Linked DNA regions of Sus scrofa: region 2 is linked to region 1. The links are chromatin contacts, called in public Hi-C maps. All regions are on one chromosome and are shown on one strand. Each heading gives the region's core, a stretch centred on a gene start, on an enhancer-like site or on the middle of the called end of the contact. The rest is flanking DNA. Distances are from core to core; before and after follow the strand shown. Region 1 holds the start of EML2 (echinoderm microtubule-associated protein-like 2). Region 2 holds the start of DMPK (myotonin-protein kinase).

What was found. Hi-C and Micro-C count contacts between places; a contact is called where the count stands out from the background.
Region 2: a contact with region 1 is called in a Hi-C map of embryonic fibroblasts, with 1.7 times the contacts expected there. The contact joins the promoter of DMPK here to the promoter of EML2 in region 1. A contact is called at or near these places in 3 of 5 promoter capture datasets (fetal liver, fetal skeletal muscle and liver), 16 of 47 Hi-C or Micro-C datasets (alveolar macrophages, brain, embryonic fibroblasts and 10 more) and 1 of 2 datasets of contacts at active chromatin or transcription factors (skeletal muscle).

What each region holds. Positions count from the first base shown.
Region 1 is chr6:52,010,121-52,014,858 of Sscrofa11.1, forward strand. EML2 (echinoderm microtubule-associated protein-like 2) reads right to left here and starts at 3,273. Exons shown (of 22, transcript XM_021094571.1): 1 at 2,940-3,273; 2 at 1-114. The coding sequence starts at 3,111.
Region 2 is chr6:52,108,232-52,113,437 of Sscrofa11.1, forward strand. DMPK (myotonin-protein kinase) reads right to left here and starts at 2,591. Exons shown (of 14, transcript XR_002344695.1): 1 at 1,530-2,591. DMWD (dystrophia myotonica WD repeat-containing protein) reads right to left here. Exons shown (of 6, transcript XM_021094582.1): 4 at 4,750-5,206; 5 at 3,878-3,952; 6 at 2,994-3,551. The coding sequence ends at 3,504. LOC110261014 (a long non-coding RNA gene) reads left to right here and starts at 2,548. Exons shown (of 2, transcript XR_002344699.1): 1 at 2,548-2,675; 2 at 4,218-4,481.

The sequences.
Region 1 (4,738 bases), core at 2,023-4,522:
CAGCCAGCGCCGCCTTTAAGACAGCCAGCTCGTCTTCCTGCAGTTGCAGCCGCTGCTCCAGCGCCGACACGCGGTCGTCCACCTCCATCCCGCTTGTGCCCGACAAATTGTCATCTGGAAAGCAGGGGAGCGCTGGCTGCAGGGGCCACCCAGGAACTCTAAAGCCCGAGATGAGGTGTCCCTCCTGGCTTCCCGGTCTAACCTGGGCCGGCCACGCCCCCTTCCCCTCCCGCAACCTCGGGCTGGGACGCTTGGATGGGAGCCAAAAAAGAGGGCTCTGAGAGGGGAAGGAAATCCCCATTGCTCTCAGCCCTTGTCCCCAAACATCTCTCTCTGCCGCAGCGCCCTGGAGGTGTGACCTTAGGGAAGTCCCTTCCTCTCTAACCTTCTAAGAGTCTATGAATCGAGAGCCTCTCGACTCTGGTTTTAAGATTGTATGACTAAGATGATGAATACATATGAGTGATTAGCAACATTTTAAGGATGACACCAACTTTTTTCCTGACGACATTTTGTAGTGACTAACATTCTCGAATTGCTCCCCAATATTCTTTGACGGATGGCAATATTTTATCGCAGATACTAACGTTCCTTCTCCATATCAAAAACTTTCCAAGCCAAAAGGGTCCTACCTGTTCCCTCCCCTTCCTATGCTCTCCTCACTAAAGTGTTTGGCCCCCAGGAGTTCTGGTCGTCGTGGCTCAGAGGTACGGAACACGACTAGTATCCATGAGGACGCGGGTTCCATCCCTGGCCTGGCTCGGTTGGTTAAGGATCCCGCGTTGCCATGAGCTGTGGTGTAGATTAAAGACGCGGCTCCGATCCAGCGTTGCTGTGGCTGCGGGGGTAGGCCTGCATTCGACTCCTAGCCTGGGAACTTCCATATGCCGTTAGTACGGCGCAAAAAGACAAATAATAACAATTTTTATAAAGTGTTCGACCCTGGAGCCTGCTACAAGGACAGGGTTTCAGCGGCCCCTGGCGGCAGATTTGCGAGGTGCAGGCAGCACATCAAAGACCCGAGACCCATGGAAGGAAGATAACCCCGGAGATCTGACACTCAAACTCTCTCCCCCAAACGGAGCTTTCCCCCTGTTTCCCTTCCTTATTTTCCCTAATTTATTTAGCTTCTGTACCCCACGCCCCTGTTTCCAGGCCTGGGGTGTAGCCAAATAACTCCTCCTCCATCTCCCGCCGCCTCGCGCCCCCCACCCCCCCGCACATTTTCCCGAAGTGGGAGGAGCAGAGGACCAGGGTGGTCCCCACCTTTCCCAGACCACGCATACCCAGACTCATTGCTGGCAGTAACTGAGGAAGACCTGGCTCCGAGTTGATGGGAAGTAAAGGTGGTAGCATTAACGGGAACAGGGCATGGAGGCACCTGCCATCCCGTGTCCGTAGGCCGCCCCGCCCTGCCGCTGGGCTCCGCAGTGCAGCCGTCTGTCCCTCCCCCTCACCCCGCGGCCCAATCGTCTGCCCGGCCCTGCCTGCCCTGCCCCCCACACAGTGCCTCTCTGGTCCGGTGCCTGGACCTGCATTAGAAGGTGGGGGCCTCTGGGGATCCGAGGGAGAGAGCCAGACATCAGGACTCGGAACTTATAAGAGGAGTAATCTCAGGGTACTGTTGCGAAAAAGGAAACTGAATCGGAGGTTGGGGGAGTGCGTAGAGACTCCCCAGAGGTCACACAGCCACGAGGTGAAGTACAGGAGGGTACAATCACGTCGATGTGCCAAGACCCCTCTTAGCTACTATTAATAATACTACCCCAAAGTGAGATCTGATATAGGGAGCTTACATGTGGCAGGCGCTCTTCTTGCAAAACGTTTAACACCTTACCTGGCTCTTCTATGTGCTCAGTAAATCTGGAATATAATTAACTGCTACTATGGTACCCAGGACACCCAGTAACTCTAGTAGCTGTGGTGTTTTACCCATTTTAGGAGGAGAGAAGTTGGAAGGGGACTGAGGCCCAGAGAGATGAAATTACTGGTGCATGGACACACAGCCTTTCAGCAGTAAAACATGTACCTGACCCAGGCTTAGGCACCTGTTAGCCTGCCCATGAGAGGGCAGAGGAGGACAAAATGAGCATTCCGGTCCTCTGCTAACTCCAGTGGTCCCTGACACTGGGGTGCGTACCCAGGGGAATAAGCCTGCAAATGCAAGACAGCTCTTCTCAGGGACCCCCTGAGTGAAATAGAGAAGCTTTCTCCTTGGCCCTTCAGCACCCATCCAGAGAGCCAGCCGCATTCTGAGGCCTTGGCCTGCCCACCCCCCACCCACATTGACTCAGGTCCTCAGCTCCCTCCTGACCATTCCCAGCCCTTTTGCCCAGAATCCGGCCCCCACTTCCCACTTCTCCTCCCGTCCCTCCTCCCCTCTGCCTCCAGCTCCCCTCACATGGGCCTGACACCCACAGTGGCCCTTCTTGCATCACACCCATTTGTTAGGGAGAAGGGGTGAGTCCTAATGGGTGGGATGGGCGGGGCCTGAGGATTTGGGGGCTATAGCAGAGGCAAAGTCCTCTGGTCATCCTTCCTGGTCCCACACCCAGCCCACAAGCCAACACTAAATGCCACTCTCCCCCTAATGTGTCCCTCTGCCAGGGAGAAGGGGGAGGGTCCCAGAGCAATGAGAGGGGATAGGGAGGGCAGAGTTCCAGACCTTCAGGCCTCTCCTCCTTCAACCCCAGTCTCCCGGAGGTTCTGCCCCTTCTCCCGGTTCAGCCACCTCCGAAAAAGGGGAGGGCCAAAGAGCGTGGAGGACAGGGATCAGGGCTTTGGGGATCAGGGACTTTGCTCTGGGGTCAGGGTCCTGCTGGGGAGAAAGGAGAATCTTCAGCAAGCGGCAAGGATGGGGATTTGGAAGAAGGTTGGGGCAAGAGGCGATAGGTCGAGCCCTGGGCGGGGCCAGGGTTGGAACTGAGGAGGGGTCTCACCGTTGCAGTACTGAAGCAGCGAGGATGTGTCGTAAAGGCCGCAGAAGGCCGGGCCGCGCTCCGCCATCACCCCGCCACAGCCACTGCCGGCCCCCCCGGCCCCAGCTCGGGCCCGGTCTTCCCCCCCAGGCCCTGCCTCCCGTTGCCATAGCAACGCCCTTCGTTCCAGCATCCCGGGCTTTGCCCGCCCGGCGGCATCAGGCGGCCGGCGCCGGGCCTGGCACCGGGGTCATCCCCCAGGATGCCCAGAAAGGGGGGATCGGGACACCTCCTGCCAGGCCCCCCAACACAATCCTCAGGCCGGGATTGGTTGAGCTGAGATCCCCCTCGGTACTGTCTGGTCCCGCCCACAACAGGCGCGTATTCTCTCTAGACCCCTTCCTCGCCTGTTCAGGACCAATGAGAACCTGTCGCGCAGGCCCCTCAGCCAACAGGGATGCAGAAGGATTGGAAGGGGCAGGGCCTTCTCTGCTTTTCAGCCTGAAGCGTAGCCCCTGGCTTTTAGAGGAAGCTAAGGTGGGAGAAGACACTTCCATATTTGCCCAAACCTCCCTCATCTTTTTCTGGATTTTCGAAAAATCCCCCTTGCAAGACGAGAGCCCGACCCTAAAGCCTCAAATCCACCTAGATATCCACTAGCTCCGCCCTGGAACTCTTATTCAAGCCTATTTCTTAGAGCTCTTGTTTATTCTATCTGTACCCGCCCCCGGGGTGCTAAGCTCCACCCCCAGAATCCCGCCGGGAGCTAAAGTTCCATTCCCGCCCCCAGAGCCTTTGGCACCGCCCCCTAAGCATCTCAGGAGGATGGTACTTAGTCCAGCAGCCTTGACCCGGCCTCCGGATAGAATTGGCTCGACCCCTGGAGTTTAGATCCCTCCCCCCAAGTCTCTTAGTCCCTCCTTAACCTTTCCTTCCACTTCTTTATCCGCAGCCCCAGACCATTAGCTCCTCCCTTACAGCCTTCATCTTCCACAACCTTATTATCCAGTCCGGGTTTTGACGCAGGCACAGCTGTGATGCCTGGCCGGCTGGCGGTGTCAGTCGGAGCAGTCTCGGAAGCTGGAGGAAGAGGGGAGGGTACAAAACCTGACAATGGATTTAAAGAATACTGGACCACCTTCCCCAAGTCCCCACTGAAGCTCAACCCCTAGAAGTGACCCAGACCGTGCTTTATAGGCAGGAGCCCAAAGCAGAAAAGACTTGCCTTTGACACAGGCAGACCTTGGAAGCCCAGGGCTTTGAAACCAGATTGACCTGGGTTTGAATCCTGACTCCACCACTTTCTGGTTGTGACCCTGAACCTGTTTCCACATCCGGAAAGTGTGAGGTCATATCGTTTAACAGTGTTTACTGGGAGTTCCGTTGTGGCTCAGCAGGTTAAGAACCAGACTAGTATCCATCAAGATGCAGGTTCAATCCCTGGCCTCGCTCAGTGGGAGCATTGCCACATGCTGTGGTGTAGGTCACAGATGTGGCTCATACCTGACCTTGCTGTGGCTGTGGCATAGGCCTGCGGCCATGGCTCCCATTGGACCCCCTAGCTGGGAACTTCCATGTGCCTCAGGTGCAGCCCTAAAAAGACAAAAAAAAAAAAAAAAAAAAGTTTACTGAGTGCCTCGTATGTGCCAAACTCTGTTCTAGGTCCTGGAGTGTCAGTAGCAAGTCAGCCCCAGAGTATTCTCTCATGGACCTTGCAGTTGGTACAGATGGTAAACCAAAACAGACAAAACAAATAACACCAGCTAACACTTATGGAGCACTGCTATGTGCCAAGCGCTTAGTTGTCTTCACCACAAGCC
Region 2 (5,206 bases), core at 1,341-3,840, 97 kb after region 1:
GGAACCAAAGCCCAGACAGCGAAGTCCTCTGCCAAGGTCCTAGGCTAGCGATGTTACAGAGGGTGGTCTGGGAGGGGGAAGCAGGGTGGAGGCAGGAGATGGGCTGGGGGAGAGGGAGGCCTGGACTCCTGTGGGTGGGAGAAGCAGGGAGCTGCAGAGGAAGGAGGGAGGGAGCAAAGGGTACAAGCAGGGCCGAGGGAAGAGACAGTGGGTTACGGAGAGGGTTGGGGGTTCGAGGAGAGTGGGCCAGCAGGGCGGCAGCAGCCAGGGCCCGGGATGGGGGAGGGAGGAGAGCGCCAAGACATTGAGCCCTTTTAAGGCAGCGGGAACCCAGGCCCCCTCCCCCGCCCAGGCGGCCTGGCAGGGGAGGGGCCGCAGGACGCTGCTCGGGCCACAAAAGGAGTGCTCCTTACAGGAGAGCTAGACTCTAGCCCCCACCTCAGGTCTCGGGTTGTCCTGCCAGTCCAACTCCATCCTCTGCAGAAGGGGGGCTGAGAGAGTTACTAAGGGCTGGGGGTGTGTGGGGAGAAGGTTCTGCCAGAGGCCTAGTAGTCTCGCCCTTGGCCTCCACCTTCCCATCTGCAAAATGGGAAGAGGAAGAGGAGCAGGGCCTTGGGCAGAAAGAGATGGACCCAAGAAAAGAGGGAGCGGGCCAAGGTGGAGAAACGAGACAGGGACACAGTGCCTAAGGACCAAGAGCAAGCCACTGAGGGACAGGCTAGTGGAGGGAGAGAAACCCGGGCGAGCCTGAGTCCTGGCCCAGGAGGGGGTGGGGGGAGACAAGGTAGGAGACTGAGGCTGCAGCAACTTCCCTGTGGACCTATCTCCAGGAGGAGACTTGGCCAGAAGGGACTCTTGGGTGGAGGGGGCAGCATGGAAGCTACAGAGAAGGTGGGCCCACCCACAAGAACCCTAAATTGTTCCTCCTCCAACCAGGGGGTAGAGGAGGTGCTGGGTGGTGCCTGTCTGTAGAGCTGGTTCCCCGCCCCCCACCCCAGGGCCTGCCTGAGTCACCGCACCCTCCCAGGGCCTGGGCACCTGTTGGAACAGCTGGAGAAGCTGGCGCCGAACACCTGCCGGCCGGCCACACCCCTGGCAGCTGCCCCGCGCTGTCCCCTCTGCTTGCCCCTACGCTCAGGGAAACCAGGGTGGAGGGCTATAGAGCCTATTTTGGTGGTGGGGGGGAGTCCTAGGAAACAGGGTTCCCCATCTGTCCCTAGGCCTCGGCTCAAGGAGGGGGTGCTGGGGGACCAGGAGAGACTGTGCCCAGTCCAGCCTACCATGGCTCCCAACTCATGGTTCTGAGTCATGGCTGCCTGCCCTCTGGTGACCCCACTCTGCCCGGCCAGGGTGGCACTGGGGAGAAATGTGCCACCCCAAGACCCAGGCCCAGATGCTGGGCCCCTCAGTGGGAGGCTTTCCCCATGCCCATCCTGCATCCAAAATCAGTCCCTGCACCCAGACCCGCCTTCTCCCTCTGCCCTGCCTCCTGCCCTCAACGTGGGGTTCCCACAAAGGTAAGCACTCACCCCACTGCAAGAAGTCGGCCACATACTTCTCCTGGGCCAGGTCGGAGGCGCCCAACTCCTGGTGGACACCCAGGAGAAGGTCAAGCAGGGGCTCCAGCCCCAGGAAGCCGGGGTCCAGCACCAGCTGCTGAAGCCGCCTCAGCCGCACCTCGGCTGACATGACGGGCAGGCAGCACCATGGCCCCCTCCCCGGGCGGGGGGCTCAAGGTCCTCCTGTCATGGGGCCTGGAAGGCCCCGTCCAGACCCTGGGGCCCTGGCCGCATGTCTGCCTGTCCCTGGCTGTCCCCTGGGCCTCTCTGGCCACTTCTCTCTGCTGGCTGCTAAGGCCTCCTCCCCTTCTCCCCACCCCTTGGTCCAGCCCCCTCTAGCCTCCCAGCCTTAACCCCTCACAAGCCAGGCCCCCCCAACTCCCTCCTTCCAGGCCCCTCGGAATGCTTCAGTGTCAGATGGGGGGGGGGGTTAGAGAATCTCAACCCTCAAACTCCCCTCCGCCAGAAAAGGCGGAGCCCAGTGGAATACCATACAGATGCCAAGGATGAGCCCTCCCATTTCCCAGAGGGGACCAATTGAGGCTCAGAGTGATCTGGTGACACCCCTCCCAAGCTCTGGAGTTGGGAGGGAAGAAAAAGGGTTGAGGCCTGGGGAAGGGAGGCAGGAGGCCAGGGCAGCTTTGCGGGTGACTCAGCCAGGGATTCAGACTTTGGGACGGTTTAAATTTAGCCCTCAGGCCCTCTGCTTTACGCTGACTTTTTTTTGGCAGGAGGTGGGGAAGGGGTGGTGAGAGAATCGGGAAGGGAGGCCCTCAGGAGCCAGGACCAGGGGTGATCAACTGGACAAAGCCTGGGGGAGGCAAAGGAGCCCCCAAAATAGCTCCTTGGACTCTGGCCGCACAGCCACATTCCTGCCCAGGCTAGGATTAGAAACAGAAACATTTCGGGGGGTGGAGGGCGGAGCGGGGAGACACCAGTCCCTGAGGCTCCGGAGAGCCAGCCAGGAGGGATTTTCATTGTCCCTTCCAGAGTGGACAGTTTTCCCGAAGGGAACCATGGTCTCTGGCTGGCCCTGGAGACCTGGGCTTGGCCAAGGCTGGTGCCTGCCGCGCTCACTCTGGGCACCACGGGAGCTGTCTGAAGGACCCTGTCTGGGTAGGCCCCCGTGCTATCTCATTCGCACACTTGGCACCAACTTTTAAAGCTAAGGACGACTTTGAAGGGAGGACGGGGGGCAGGGACGCCTGTCTCTATCCAAAGGGCCTTGTCTGGGGGTGGCCAGGGACAAATGGACCAGCCGAGTGCCTGGTGCGTGTCCCTCCTCTGGCCTTCAGTGTTTCCTGCCATCAAAAGGGGGTGGGGGGAGGAGGGGCCGGGCCTAGGCTCTTCCTCTGGATACAGTGGGTTGATTCTAGAACTGCTGCGAAAGCACACACACACTTCCTCCGCGCCTCTGCAGAAGGGAACAGAGACGCTGTGAAAACAGGGAACTTTAGTATAAATAAGAGGTTCTGGGGGAGGGGGTGCCCCCAAGGGGCTTCCATAATTTAACACTCTTCAAAAGCACAAACAACAGCAGGGGCGGGGACCAGGGGAGGAGTAGGCCACCCCCTGCCCTGCCCACAGACCGAGGGGCACACTGCAGAGCTGGGGCTCTCGTGGATGGGGAGCTTCTCTCCCAGGAGTGACCAGTCACATGCTGGGGACAGGGATGAGGCTAACACTGATGTTTCAGAGGAAGGGGTCATTGTACTTGGCAGTGGGTGGGGACAAGGCTGAGGCCACATGGGTCACTACATTCCCCCCAGTGTCTGGGCCAGGCTGAGGGACCCTTTGCCCCCCATATTTGTGCAGAGTGGGGGACTGGAGCAGTCCATCCGTCATGGTTAGTCTTGTTAACACGTTGATCCATGAGGTCAGCGGGGAGGGTTACAGCTAGGAGGCTGGGGGCGTGGGGTAAGCGCCTCCCCGACATCCACGGCTTCACACCACTGTGCCGCTGGGGGAGTTGCCTGGTTGGGAAGAGATGCCCTGGGGGAGATGAGAGGGGAGACGGGGAGTTAGAGACCACATGGGCCGGGCTCTCGACAGTCCCCAGGGGAGGGAGCTGCCACCCTGGCCTTGCTCTTCAGTCTGCCCTGGAACCCCCCAGACAGAAGCCGCTGCTCTAGGCCTGGGAACTTACATCTCAGTGCCAGCAGGCGGCACTTTTATACAATAATTAAAGCCTTTGGGTGATCCTGAGCAGAGAGGATGGGGGAGAGGGGAGGCAGGGAGGAGAGGGGGGAACGGAGGTCCTTTTCTGACTGGGGGGGGCGCTGAGATTCTGGGGGGGGAGAACTTAGGGACAGTCCTACCTCTACCACTGACTTGCTGGGTGACCTGGGCCAACTTCCTTCCCCTGTCTGGGCCTCCGTCTCCTCGTCTGTGAACTAGGGAGACAGAGGGGTCACTTTCAGGATTTACCACATTCCCCAAATGCCAAAGGCCCTGCCTTGGAGATTGTGCTTTAAGTTCTAGGGATTCAGGAGCCTATAATCCCGAAACTACTCTTCCAGGGAACCAAGGCACAGCCCTCGGATCTGGCATCCTGGGCCCCTGAGCCCAAACCCTGAGGAGATATCTGAGACCACAGTTCCAAAGTCAAAAGGCGTGAGGTCCATACCTTACCTAATGGGACCTTTTTGAACCCCACAGCCACCCCAGAAAATGGGCACATCCGCCCACTACCCATCTTCAAGTTTCCCAAAGAAGTGACAAAGGTCATAAAGAGGTGGCGACGTGCTCAAGGCCACAGAGGGAGCAGAAGTACCAGTCTGGGCCCTGAGGCTGAATTCCACAGCTCATGCCTCCAGCAGTGGACTCGGATCCCAAGAGGCTGAGACTCGGTCTGGAAGCCAGACCCACAGGTGCAATCCTGCCCACAGAGCTTGACCCACAGTATTAAAAAAAAAAAATGTCACCATTCCGCTAAGAGCCAGCCAGGCTGGGCCCACAGGAAGCCCTGCCAGTAGCTGGCCATGGTCTCCACCACTCCCAGGAGTCCCTTACACTGGATCCACTCTCTGCTGACCATGGCTTGCCAAGCATTCTAGAAGGTACTCTGAGACGTCTGGTTCTGGGACACTCAAGTTTCCCTCACCCCACAGGGCTGGAGGCTGCCACGCCAACAGACCCCTCCGCCGGCGCCCGCCTCTGCCTGGGTCCCGGGTCGGCGGGGATGACTCACCGCCTTGCCCGGCCGGGCCCAGGTGCAGATGAGGCCCTCCTGGCAGGCGGTGATGATGCAGTCCTCCAGGAAGAGGAGGACCGTGAGCCGCTCCTGGGCGATCTTCTTGCACACCAGCGGCTCGAGCAGCGGCACCTCGTGGATGCGAGGGCACAGCGCCGTGCCCAGCACCTTGGCCGGGTCCAGCCGGCTGCGGGGGGCGGGGCCGCTGGGCTTGTCCCCGCCGCCCCCGCCGCCGCCGCCCCGGCTGATGTTGCCCAGGCTGTGGTAGCGCTTGTGCTCTTTCTCCGCCCCGCGGTCCCGCCGCTCCTGCAGCGTGAGCGTGGCAAAGCGGCCGATGCTGAAGGGCGTGCCCGGCTCGGCCGCCGTGCCTGGGCCGCCCGCCTTGCCGCTGCCCGCCGGGTGTGGGAGGCTGTTGGACCGGGACAGCGAGCGGGGCAGGGGGCCGGGGCCCGGC